Linked DNA regions of Zea mays: all the other regions are linked to region 3. A link is a contact called in public Hi-C data. All regions are on one chromosome and are shown on one strand. Each heading gives the region's core, a stretch centred on a gene start, on an enhancer-like site or on the middle of the called end of the contact. The rest is flanking DNA. Distances are from core to core; before and after follow the strand shown.

Region 1 (4,687 bases), core at 176-2,675, 78 kb before region 3:
ATGACGAATAAGCGATCGTGTTCCATGGCGTGTCGCGTTAATTTAATTACCCTTGTGGTAGGTAGTAGGTATAAGCTGATTGAAAAGAGAGACAGACGGCGGCGCCGCCGGCGCACTTACAATCAGGCACGCCACGGAGCCTAGCGCGACGGCCATGAACCGGCCGAGGTACATGTCGGCGAGGACGGCGCCGGGGATGGGCGTGAAGTTGGAGATCGCGCTCCACACGAACAGCATCGTCTGGGAGCTGACGGTGCTGAGGTGGTACTTGTCGGTCAGGTACGTGATCATGTTGGTGTTGAGCCCGAATCCAGCAACTTTCTCCAGCATCTCATTTGCTAGGCATCCAAAAAACACCGAACGAATGAGTTATTGCCCATTAAAAGTCGAAGGGAAGCGAGGTGGTTGAGAATTCTTTGGGCATTAAGTCCAGTGAGAATTCATAAGATGAACTACTTGAAGATCCCATGCTATACGTACTGGCAAGTACAGACTTGCTTGTAGAGAACGCAATGAACGAAGAACGTTTTACTTGCCATATGACCAGTAAGATGAGATCGAGGGCGGAACTCACAGAAGATGAAGGGGAGGGCTCTGAACCCGCCCTTGTTGCCCTTGAAGCACTCCTCTTGTGGCGATTCAGTCGTCCCGGTAGCAAGAGAGCGCTCCATGTCGGCGGTGCAGCCCGAACCAAACGCAAATGCTGGCCGGCGGGAGGATCGATCGGAGCACCACCACTGCACCTGTACTGAGCACAGCCAGGCCGCGCCCCGCCGGAACCACGCTCCTCTAAATAAATAGATTCACCACCGGTAGACGGTAGGTAGGTCACAACACAAGGCCGACAGCTAGTAGCTCCCGTCTAGGTAAAGACGTACGTGAGGTAATAAGCATCCAGCGCCCAGCGACAAATACATTTTAGGGGGTGTTTGGGAACAAAGTTTTTCTGCAGTTTTGGAAGAATACTGCAGTATTCTCAAATACTGCAGTATTATATACATAATGGTGTTTGACAAGCTGGGTAAAATCTCTGTTTTCAAAACTGAAGTATTGCAAATACTATAGTTGTTTTAAGACATTTCAAACTTAGCTCTGGACCTTAGTAGTAGCGCGCTATCGCGTCCAGGCTTTTCTGTTTCGTCCGGCCCACATGACATCGCCATCATCGCTTCCGTTCGCTTTCGAGTACGGAGAAGATCAACAAAAAAAGGAGGCTGTTAGTCGCAAGCACCCCACATTTGGCATGGTTCGTCATCACTAGTGACCGTCCTTATTAGCTAGCTTGTGCCCACATGTGCATCATGCTACAGCGCAGTACCGCACCTATGTATGGATGGGGGGCGATCGGTGCAGAGAGGGAGAGAGACGAACGAGCCGTCCATGTACTTGCATCAACATCATAGTTGGGTAACAATGCAGCGACTTGAAGCATGGAACAATGGGATTCATAGTCTTTATTTATAAGTAGAATAAATTCAGTTAGCTGCTTGTGTACACTTTTTTGACCCACTTCATCAACACTTTGGCACGCACGACCAAGAAGAGACCTGAACCAACACACTTCATCAAACCAATAAGAAGACAGTTCCCCCACACTTTATACACCATTTTTATTAAAAAGGAAGAAGAAGAAAAAACCAGCCGGCCACCATATGTGGTAAGGCTCTGACTCCACACCTTGCCTTTTCACTCCGACCACGCCTCCGATTCCATCTTGGGAGCCTGCAGAGAAAAAGCCTCGGCAGCAGGTGTCCGGCCCGGGTTTAACTCTCACACGCCGGGGCATACAACACACGCATGCATGCGTTTGCACAGTGACGTGTACCGCACTCGGTTCCGTGCCCTGTTTCTCCTCGTCGATCTTTTGGATCGGCTACGGTTGCGCGCGTTTGCGTCGCAGTGACCGAGCGACGTCAGCAGAAACGGACGGCCGTTTCGTGGGGGCAATTCCCCCACCCACCCCCAGGAAATCGCGCAAAAGGATCACGGGGCTGCTGCCGTCTCACACAATGCAGTGCCTGTGAACTGCTAACAGCAGCAGAGAAGGAAGCAGAATAGAAGTGCTTTGTTTGTTCATCCCACTCACAGCTGCTCCTGTCTGTTTCTTGCAAGTTTTCTATGGCGTTAGCTCAGAAGAGCTCATAGCATGTGACAGACGGCTACGAGTTGCCGTTTTTTTTTTGCAATTTAGCCATTTTTATTTTTATTTTCAGAAATACGCTATTTCCGGTTTCATTTAAAAAATGGATTCTTAGCTCGGCACTGTCACTATTGGCGCCGAGTTACAACGTATCGACGCTAATTATTTTGACGTGCACATGTAATAATCGACACCAACGTGTACCTAACGTGTCAGCACCTCGGCACCATCACCCTTGACGTCGAGTTAGGCGTCATAGATCTCGGCGCCATAGATCTTGGCACCGACGTACGTGTCTATAAATATTTCACTTTGATCGTCAGTTCTTTCTACTCATTTCTCTTCTTCCAAACGACAAACATCAAGCTAAATCAGCAACTTGGATCCATTGTTCCTCTATATCAAGTTAATCTCCCTCCCTTTTTTCCATCTTTTGTTATGTCCGATTAATAGGGTTAGAGTTACGGTTTGGAAATCATTTTTAGAAGCATTTTTGTTCGTCATATTATCGATTTGTAGGATGTCTAGGCGTGGTAAATATGCTAAACAAAGGTAAGTGTTCTATTAAATATAATAACTAATATTTGTGAGTCTTATAAAATTTATTGAAATTTAGGAAGGGATCTTTGATCTGCACGCAACACATCGACGCCAAAATCCAAGGCACCAAGGTAGGGGCCATAAATCTTGGTGCCTGCTTCGGCGCCAAGGGTCACGGCGTCGAGGTGCTGCCACGTCAGGTCCACGCTGGCGTAGATTCTAATATGTGCACGCTAAAATAATTGGCACCGACACGTTGTAGTTCGGCGCCAATTGTGACGGCGCCGAGCTACGGGTCCAATTTTTAAAATGAAACTAGAAATGACGTATCTGTGAAAATAAAATCTAAAAATGGCTAAAATACAAAAAAAAAAAGACAACGACGAGTTGCGTGCTCCCCCTCTACCCCCGAAACAAGTGTCGTTATCGCTTTAACTATTTTAGCTCTAACCAAATACTACTATATAACTAATGTCAGTGGTATATAATTAATATTGTTAGACAAAATTGTTGAATCTATTTTGATAAAAGAAACCATTTGAACATATAAATAACGTCGATATTTCATACAAATTTAATTACATTTAAGAAAGTATGATCAATAATATACGAGCATCGTAGCGACCAGTGAGTGAGTGGAAAGGATAACAATATCAGAAACATTTTACTTCATCTTTACGGGTTGAAAGCTAAAGATTCACCAAGAACAGTTCATTTTATAACACGATGCAACATCTAGTAGTAGACTTTTAGAACTGCATGCACACTAGTCTTGTTTCATTTCATCGTGAGTGGTTTGGCTAGCTGCTCACCAGCTGAGCGCTGCTTCCACGGCCATTGCTGTGACTGAGGAGGAATCACTGTGGAACAATTGTGTCGCAAACACAGTAAAATAAACTAACGGACGACAAATATTCAAAAACGGAGGTAGTATATAATAGCGACGATTACTAAGTAAAATCTGTCTCTGACATGTACACGATAGCCCTACCAAAACCCTGTCTATGTGATACATACACAACATCGATGGCTAAGGATATCATAGAGACACTTACTAAAAAACCATTTATGATATATGTACCCACTAGGACTTCTCCAAGTAACTCGTCTTTGGTTTGTAAGTATCACACACATATATGTCAAAAATTATCGTCTCTGGTGTGTGTTGGCTCCAATTTGAACGTCAATCACCAGAGATAAACCAGTTGGCGGACGGCCTACGATATGGGTTCGGACGGTCCGCGACCTCGGTATAGGAGCTGCTCTCTCTGCACACTTCCAGACGGTCCGCGACTGGCACAGAGGTCTTCTTCGCTGGAAACCCAGATCTCGCCTCTCGGGAGGGACCCCGTTGGGGAGGAGAGCCGGACTGTCCGCGTTAGGGCCAGACGGTCTGGGATTAGATGTGAATGGTCTGGTCATACCAGAGTCGCCGATCTATCAAGCAGGCACAACGGTGGTGGAATTTGCCTCGAGTATGAATTCATCGGCATACCATACAATGGTTGAGGCTATAAATCCCTATTTATTGCCGATGTATTAGACATAGATATCCTATTGCTAGTTTTATATGACGAAAAATTAGAAGCAACAAATTTCTCAAATGTGCGTGTTAATTTTCTAATTGTTTCTTCCAACCCCCAATCTATTGTTTCATTTCATCTTGCTGTTGCTTAATAGGTTGAATGTTGTTGGATTTACTTACATTTGAGATTTGAAGTGAAGGTAGGAGGTATGCAATCTCAATATCTCCATGCTTGGTAATCTTCTGGTGGTGATCCACGTGAAGTATGGGAAGAATTTCTTTGTCGACTCCTCCTCAACCTTGGCGGTATGGTGACGTGTGTCCTCCCTCACTTGACTCATTAAGTCTTCATATAGGTTAGTGGTGATCCACCGACCTAAGGATATTGTCTTGGGAGAACTTAGTACGATCTTTAGAACTGACCATCTACGACGATTATGATAGATATAGAATGCACTTATCCCCAACGGAGTCGCCAAAAA
Region 2 (4,534 bases), core at 1,241-3,740, 92 kb after region 3:
CCTAGAAAAGAAGAAGTTGAACCTACAGAAATTAAGGCTTGAAAGGCAGAAACTAAAGGAGGACAAGGAAGAGGAGATAATGATCTTAAGCATGGATCAGATGTCTTTCGAAAAGGTTTGAAAGGTGAAGAACGTTTATGTCGTTGCAACTACCTGGCAGACCAAAATATGCATGCCATATCCACAGGTCATACGACGCAACAACTTCCAAGATCATGGTAGGATGTTTACCACGCCCTGTAAACATGCCCTTCCATGAACTTGGGCAGTTACGCCACTCCCAGTGCATGCAATCAACACTACCAAGCATACCAGGAAACCCACGTGACTCGCCAACTTGGAGAAGGCGTGCGATATCTTCTGCATTTGGTGCACGGAGATAATACGGAGCAAACGCGGTTTGGACGGCCGTGCAAAAGTGTTTCAATGCCTCATGAGCAGTAGATTCACCAATGCGTACGTATTCGTCAACGGCATCAGCCGGAATACCGTAAGCAAGGATTCGAATTTATTAATTTCAAAATTAATAAATACAATTTTTACGTATCATTTTTGCAGCGTTGAATGCCGAGAAAACATAGAAAAATGAAAAAGAAATGGAAAATGTGAATCTGTTAACACTGTAGCTTTAGGGACGGAATTTAGAGGACGCTGCTAGAGACGGAGAATATATAGAGGACAGAATCTTTTAGAGTGTTCTGTAAAGGACAGAGAATATTCCTTTAGTGGATGAAATTTAGGGGACGCTGCTGGAGACAGTCTTAGAAGAGTACAGATAAAATTGCCCAAACAATGGGAATTGATTGTGTATCAGAATACACTTGAGAAAAATTATTCAATTGGCAACAGTGAGAAAATACTGAAGTTTTAAACTAAGATATAGCAGATCAAAGGTCAGATCAAACATAACTGTTAATTCTCCGGTCTCCACCAACAAGTCAGTATCAATATTCCATATAGCCTAGGTCGATATAGCATTGTTGCATTGGCTTTTCAGTTTTCATTGTATCGTAAGGTTTCACTGGATGGAACTGGAACCTTGCCAAAACAGGACCCTAGCTCAAATTCCACAGTGTAGCTCTGGAGCAAAGGTTATATATATTTTGTACAACCAAGGGTGATACAAATGTTTGGAATTTTCTCAAGATATAAATACCAGCAGATTTTGCAAAAAAAAAACAAGAATGAAAAATATAGATGCAAAATTCGGAAACACAACTGTAAGTATCAGATATCCATGAAATAAGTAAAGGACCCAGAGTTTATCAAACAGTAATAAAAAACACAATTTCCTTTTCAGATCCATCTCCATAGTCTTAAGAGGGAACTATAGGTAAAGGACCCAAAGTTTATCAAACAGTAACAATGAAAAAAACAATTTCCTTTTCAGATTCGTGGCTCCAAAGTCTTATGTTAATTCAGTTTCTGCATCACGAAGACTACTAATTATAGAGGCAAGTGCATACGAACAAAAGTTTGTTCAGTGTGAAAAGTTGAAAAACAGTACTCACAATACGAAGAAGTGTACGTCGTTCCCTCTCCCTAGCACCTCTGACAGCCTGAAAGCTTCAGTGATCAGCGCAAAACAATACTGTTCTACTAGGTTCATATAGCAATCTAGTTCCAACTTCCAAATATAACAGAATCAAACCTCTTCTAGTGACTTGCGTTCACTTTCCTCCTCATTCGCATCCCTAAATAGAATTAAAAATTAATAAAACTAAAGATATTATGCATTTCGATACAGCTACAAGTTTAGAACTGGAATGCACAGCAGGAATCACACCTTCCGACAAGCTCATTAACACATGTGCAGCACTTAGCACATATGCCGAGGTCCTTGGAGCAATCTGCATTAAGCAGCAGCAAACCCGGATCAGTAACAATCCAACCTATCAATGTTTAACAAGTAACAACCAGGCCTAGTGACACAAGAGATTGAGTGGCCAAAATTCACCTCTGCATACGTTATGGTATGCTTGCCGGACGTTTCGCTTATTACACTTCTGGCTGCCAAACCAAAAAACGCGTCACCTCTCTCGCTGCTCAGTATACGTGCTAAACAGGGAAAGAGATTTACCATTTTGCTGGCTCAACAATGGGCTTGTATTTTCCGTATCTACAAAAACAAACAAACGAATTGGGCCTAGGAGACAATCGAAGCTACACACTAGCTAAATGAGCTTAGACAACCGATGAGGGATGACAATTCCCCACCTGCGTTTCCAGTCGATTTGATCCCGGCAGCGCTGACAGACGCCGGTGATTTCTGACAGAGGTCGGAACCTGCCCCCGGGCTCCTGCGGCGTCGAAGGTTTGCAACGGTGAGATTTGAATGAACATCCAGAACTATGGGGAAGGGGCGAAGGCGATGGGAGGAGAGCTTACGGTTTCGTTGATCTTCTGACCAAGGTTCGGCTTCCACGCGTAGCGGTTCTGGTGTTTCGGCGGTCCCTGCCGCTTCGACATCGCCGAACTCCGATATTCTCACCCTCCGCTTCGCGCCGCCGGGCGTTTCTCTTCTCCCAGTGACGCTCCGAGGGCTTTTGCCCTTAAAACCTTTCACGCTACGACTGGAAAACGTGGCTGCATCGTACTCGTCCGATCCCAGATTGGCATATTATATACTTTATCAGGAATTACGTGAAATGGGCCGTAGACGACAAGTTCAATGCTCCGAGAAATTCTCTCTGCAACCTAAATTCGGGCCCACTAGCGTTGATCTTCTCCGAGGCCCGAGCAGCCCCCAACTGTAGCACGGCGGCACTGCCACACCAACACAGACGCAGCTCAACAACGGCAAGGATCCAGAAAGCGATTTACAATCTTCGGATCTGCGGTAGGCTTCGTTAATTTGTCATTGGCCCATAAATTATAAATTGTAGACACGGACCTATAAAACATAGACATATGATATAACTAGGTGGGTGCCCGTGCGTTGCGACGGAACCATATAATAACTTATGTACATATAGGTGAGTGCTCATGCGTTGCAACGGGGACATATAATATCACGGTAACTTATGTATTATATGTCTATGTTGCAACGCACGGGCACTCACCTAGTATCTAGATATGAATTATACCGCATTGCCTTTTAACGTAGGGTGTTAGTCCTGTGCATTGTATATAATCAGCCCATGGGGCTCAATGCAATACAATATAATTCTATGACAATACCTCCTCTAACAGTTCTGGTTCTTATTGTCACATCTGGTAATCTGTTTATGTGAAATATTTTCATATCAGGTTGCAAAGAAACATCTTGCTGGAAGGATTGATCGTGTAGATTGTAGTTTAGATGAATGCCAAGAAATTACAGAAGCCACAAGGGAAGAGGTTTGAAGCTTACCCATATGCTTTGCTTTTATCAAGATCTGGTGTAATTTAGTGGAGACTGAAAAGGCTATTTCATAGGTTACAATCATCCATGGAGATCTAAGTGCTTTCCTGTCAGCAGCCCGCCATCTGAACCATGAGCCACTGTCACTGTCTCAACAAGGAAGCTGGACCAAGACGAGCAAGTAGCTGATGAAGATACTTTCAAAGTCCGGCGATAGTTTCTGTTGTGCAAAATACCAGTGTGCAAGAGGCCGAGCAAATGTAACGCATCCAAAGGCCCACAGTCCGCTTCGTCTTGGCCCAGAATAGCGTGTAAAGGTTGCGTGTGTCTGTGTTGGGCTGTGGCGCTGAATAAGTACGCGCGCCGTCAAGATCCTGGTACATCGAACAACTGAACAAACAATTATTCTCTAGAAATCACATCTGTTCTTCTCCTACCTCTGCTCTCTCTGATTTCCTTCTTACTCCATTCCCAAGTAGACCGTAGTTGTAACAATTGGTATCAGATTCGTTCGATCCTCGGTTTCAATTTGTCAACGCCATGTCTCTCGATTTCAAGCTCATCCTCGATGAGTTCAACCGGCGGTTCGACGAGCTAGAGATTCGCTGGGACCGGCGCTTCTCGTCCGCCGCGTACATCGACCTCCCGCCCACCTCGCTCAGCATCAACCACTCCTCCGACGCGTCTGCCAGTGCGCCGCCCACCCCGGTCGCGGTCATCGCAGACAATTGGGGCGGGTGCTTTGACGACGGCGAGCAGTACCGCACTAGGCCATCCGTCGTCGTCGACAACTGGGGCGGATTCTTCTATGGCGAGGACGTCGCTCCGTCAGACAACCCCACGAGATTCGTCCTCCCCGTTGCCTCCACCGACGAGCCCAGCATCGACACCGCGCCGGCCCGCGCCAACTCTGGAGCCGCGGATGACTCCGTGTTTGTGACCGCCGAATCCTCCGGCTACGAGGAACCCTCCGGCTACGACGAGATGGATGCTCGACTCGACCTGCGCTTCGCCAGGCTGCAGCAGCTGCAAGCTGAGGAGGTGGACGAGCCGTACCGTGACGCGGTGAGCCCACTGCCTCCTCTACCCGTCGTCTACGAGCCGTACCGCGAGGCAAGCCATCCGCCTCCCGTCCACGACGACGTTGCGGGGGTGGTGTCCACGGGCTCGGATGATGACCTCGACCTGCAG
Region 3 (4,384 bases), core at 1,816-4,315:
AACTTGAATATGGCAGTATCATTATGTGTGGAACAAATACTGAAAACTATTAGTGGGGACACCTCTATGCTTTTTTGATAGGTGATTGGAGAGTACGTGACTTGTTTGTGAAATACTATATTATTCAAAATATCCATGTCCTTATGTCATGATGTGGGACAATAATATTTTTATAGACTAGCACATGCATTGATCGATGATCATGTTTAACATATCATTGATATACATATATTAAATCAATAATGTGGATAAATGATTACATGATAAAGTTCATGTTGTTGGATAGACACACTTCGAGACGTTGTTGGGATTGTTATGTCAAATATGTGTCACCAAGTATTCTCGAGTGGTATACTTAATTATCGGATCCTTAGATATGAGATCGTCATTATTTCTCTCTATATGTAGTGATCATTTCGGGGTTATCAAATGCTACTCTGTAACTAGGTAGTTATAAAAAAAATAGATTTTGGATGTATCATAAAACACGTGATAGGATATGTGTGAACCAAGATGAAATTTATCACTCGAGAGATATCTATGAGCTACTCGATGTAGTATGCGGTTAGATTAAGAAAGTGCATGGGCATGACAATATGGTTAATCAGTTAATCATGATATGACTAAAAAATTAGTTTCAAGTTGTAATCCACTACAAGGTCGAGTGAAGTCTTGAGCTATAATAAGGTGACACAAATCTCACCTTTCGTTTGACAGGTATTGTATGGCAAAAGGACCAAGATATGTGTATATCGAGGTTCGGCTGAAATGATCTTTGTGTATATGAGATTCATTAAGTGTTGCTAGGCATAGCTGTTGAGTAATGGATCAAAAAAGGTTTTTGATCATGGCCATCTACTCATGAACCTAATGTATGATGTATCACACATTTAAGATGTTGGAACGGTTGCATAGATGATTGGCTGTAGTGCAAGTGAAATATTATTGAATATATAAGCAAGAGGCAAACATGATATATGAGAACACTAGTGGTAGTGGGAATTTAGAGAAAAAGCCCGTTAGCATAAGGTCTATATCTACAAAGGAGTTGGCGTGCTAGAGAAAAGAGAGACTCAACTTAGACGTTATTGTTGTCTGTCTCCCTAGTGTCACGACATCCAAGATGTTGCCACCGTTTCTCTCACCGCACTCTCACCGCACGTGCGTCACTTTGTTTTATATTCATATCTGTAGATACCATAGAAACATTGTTATTAGTATTATGGTATTGATTAACAACAAACATGAAGAGTAAGAGGATAGGCAAGGACGTACAACTATTTACACTACATTGTCGCTCGATATTTCGTCGTTGTATGCCTGGTTGTCTCGCAAAGCAAAGACCGGTCGGAAGGCCCTTACAACACGATACGACCACACAAACCTGAAACGCCAGATTCGGATACACAACAATCCACGGTATCCGTACCGTTCCAACATTCGACGCATCACCCGACGACCCGGTCCCTTTTTAATTTACTCTTCTTTTTCACTGGACGACTGACGGCGCTGTACACTTGCACAGGGAAGATCAAGATATATACGGGAAGCACCCACAGGCACAGAACAGAACGCTTCCCGTGTTTTGGACTAGGCGCTCGATTCTTCGGTTCGGTTCTTTGGTTCTTGTAGAAATTCGATTCTTCAAAAACTAAAACCGAAATTGCAAGATAAAGAAACCAGAACCGACTAGTTCGGTTCTTAGTTCTCGGTTCTTCGGTTTTAACCGAACTGTAACAGCCACTCTAAAATTATAATTAACGGTAAGTTTTGTGAGAAATTTCAGCAGTATCTCCCCGCAAACAACCACAAGTGCACAATGCCCAGAATTTCATAGATAATACATGGATGATTAGAGGTTCAACATAAGTCGATAAACCAACATCCGAAGTTACAACACATGTAACAAATTAAATATGATACTTTTGGTTTTTTCGGTTTTTTCAGTTCTTTGGAGTGCAGAACTGAAAATATCTCATTTATTTCGGTTCTCAAAAAACCAGAACCGAGTTTCATAACGGTTCCTTTGGTTCGGTTAGTTCAGTTTCGATTCTCGATTATTTCAGTTCGGTTCCTCGGTTCCGATTCTTTTTGCCTAGGTCTAGTCTTTGATCGCTTTGGCGCTCCGCGGTGGATTCCACCCCAACTACCAAAGCGAGGACGCACACTCGAAAGCACGGCTTGGTCCCCAGCCGAACCACGGCAACTCGTCGGGCCGGAGCCGGCTTACGATGGGCACACGAGTCGACGACACAGAAGGGGTACGCATCGCATGCAGAGGGAGGCAGAGCTCTGCGCGGAACAGAGATTCTCTCGGTGGAACGGGCACCGGACTTGGACAGTTTGATTGGGTCCGGCCGCGCCTATACACGCGTCACACGAATACGAACCGTGCTGCGCGCGCATGCAGCCATGCAGGGTCAGTATATATATAGTATCGAAACGTAACGTTGCGGTGACGAGCGAGAACAGAGCACAAAAGTTTGCAGTTGCAACAGATGCACATGCCCCCGAACCGAACGACGAAGGGGAGCACAAGCACGTCACGTATGGTGACCGCGTCGTCGGCCCAGATATCTATCATACTCAATATCATATCACCCTTTTCGAATATGTGTCACCCGCTTAGCTAAAACGTGAACGTGATAAATAAAAAAGAAGAACGGAGCAAGGCCGCCGCGTCCGTCCAAGCGCGCGCGTCGCCGTCGGGGCAGCTCGGCACGGAACGGCCGGCTTCGATGGACCCGCCGCTGCTGGCAATCCAACGTGACGAAACAGCACAGCCGAGCCGCATCCCGGCCGCCCTCGATCCGCTAATCAATCAGTTCCGCCGCTATTGCCATTCGTCTGTGCCGGCGGACGACGCAAGCACGCTCCCGGCGGTGAGGCGGGGCGGTGCTCGCGCACACACGCAAGTCCTGCTGCGCGCCGGTTCCGTTCGAGTACGACGATCGGCTGGCCGTCCGCCCGTCCGTCTCCAGCACTACTTTTCCTGGCAAACGTTCGTCTTCAGCTCAAATGAAGCTTGTGCCTTTGTGGGCCTGGGCCTGGGCCTGGCCGACGACGTCTACTACCTAGCATATGAAAAGGTCGCTCCTGCCTCAAAGGCCCAAGGCGTGAGGTATAGTCTTCCTTCGTCGACACGACGTTTTTCACGTAACAAAATAGTCATTATTATCGTTTTCGAGAAGTCAGTATTTTAATTTTAATCAAATAAACAATAAATATATTAATATCTAAGTATCATTAGATAGTTTTTATTTATTTTTAATAATAAACTTATTTAAAGATATAGATATTGTTAATACTTTATATGAAACTGATTAAATTTTAAAAAGTTTGACTGGCATGAATATAATAACGATAAATACGTCCTGATCCCGTTTAGCTAGTTTGGGTACTCTAATATTGAAGTGGTTTGGAAGGATTGGAGAATGTATAAATCCTCAATAGATCAAAAACTCCCACAATACATCTGAATCTACTTTAATCCCTTTCATTACTAGAGTATCCAAACTAGGCATTAGTATAGCTTTATTCTATTGCCGAAACATTTAGAAGCTATTTAATTGCCCAAACAGCCAGCAGTTCTACACAGACGGCATAGCCAAAAAAAAATATCAACGCATCATCACGGTACCCAAGAGAACAATTTTGTCGCAAAAGCCACTCCTGGTCAGCGGTAGCCATCTGGTTGCAATGACAGGACGGGATGGGATGGGACGATCCCTCAAATTAGGTTGTTTGGTTCTGGGTCAAAGGTTGGGACAGTACTATCCTGTGTTGTCCCCTGTTGTCCCTCAAAATTGGAGGGACGAAAGAGGACGTCAGGGGACGATCCCGTCCTAGCTGTCCCACAACCAAACACACCCCAAGTGATCTTCTGAGCATCTTGAATCATCTGGAACGCCAGGCTGTTGGAGGTGTTCTTCACAAGACTTTTGGCAATCTGTGAGGCAGAGTGGCATAGAGACAGTTCCTTTTCTTCTAATATTATAAAACCTATCGTAGTCGTAGACTCTGCATAGACTCACATTCAACATCAGCCTTATATTGCGTACATAAGATGGCAATGTATCAACGAAACCATACAAAATGGACCGATACTCTCCTATCTACACATCACGCAAGAGAATTTTTTTGAGTCACCCTTGATCCCATTAGCATTGTTTTCAACGCCTTACAAAATGGACCTTGGATGATAAGCCAACTCTTCCTTTGAGCATACAATCGGCATCGAGAATTGCTATTCCAAGTTCCTTTTGCCCCCAACTTGACTGTTGGGGGCCTTCGGCTTACGAAGGTCCTCAAAACATAATTTGACAATGTTTTCCAAGTATGCGAGCAGGTATCTTCGGAATCAGATTGCGGGTATACAAAAGCA

What was found. Hi-C and Micro-C count contacts between places; a contact is called where the count stands out from the background.
Region 1: a contact with region 3 is called in a Hi-C map of leaf, with 3 times the contacts expected there. The contact joins the promoter of LOC103651182 here to the enhancer-like site in region 3. A contact is called at or near these places in 4 of 25 Hi-C or Micro-C datasets (endosperm and leaf).
Region 2: a Hi-C map of leaf shows a contact between it and region 3, with 2.4 times the contacts expected there. The contact joins the promoter of LOC100192805 here to the enhancer-like site in region 3. A contact is called at or near these places in 4 of 25 Hi-C or Micro-C datasets (ear, endosperm, leaf and 1 more).

Annotation. Positions count from the first base shown.
Region 1 is chr3:200,189,169-200,193,855 of Zm-B73-REFERENCE-NAM-5.0, reverse strand. LOC103651182 (protein NRT1/ PTR FAMILY 1.1) reads right to left here and starts at 1,425. Exons shown (of 6, transcript XM_035966409.1): 1 at 1,324-1,425; 2 at 1,099-1,178; 3 at 575-789; 4 at 121-338. The coding sequence starts at 1,166.
Region 2 is chr3:200,020,378-200,024,911 of Zm-B73-REFERENCE-NAM-5.0, reverse strand. LOC100192805 reads right to left here and starts at 2,490. Exons shown (of 8, transcript NM_001137998.1): 1 at 2,389-2,490; 2 at 2,218-2,300; 3 at 2,081-2,119; 4 at 1,958-2,010; 5 at 1,787-1,850; 6 at 1,652-1,694; 7 at 1,512-1,559. The coding sequence starts at 2,469. It also overlaps the pseudogene LOC100382714.
Region 3 is chr3:200,113,357-200,117,740 of Zm-B73-REFERENCE-NAM-5.0, reverse strand. No RefSeq gene overlaps it. Among protein-coding and RNA genes, the nearest start is that of LOC100286106, 35 kb to the left of the region's middle. Within about 2 kb of position 3,065, at least 17 of the 20 cell types and tissues checked have an H3K27ac peak or open chromatin away from gene starts, as enhancers often do. A contact at or near this core is called in ear, endosperm, leaf and 1 more, where this site is marked.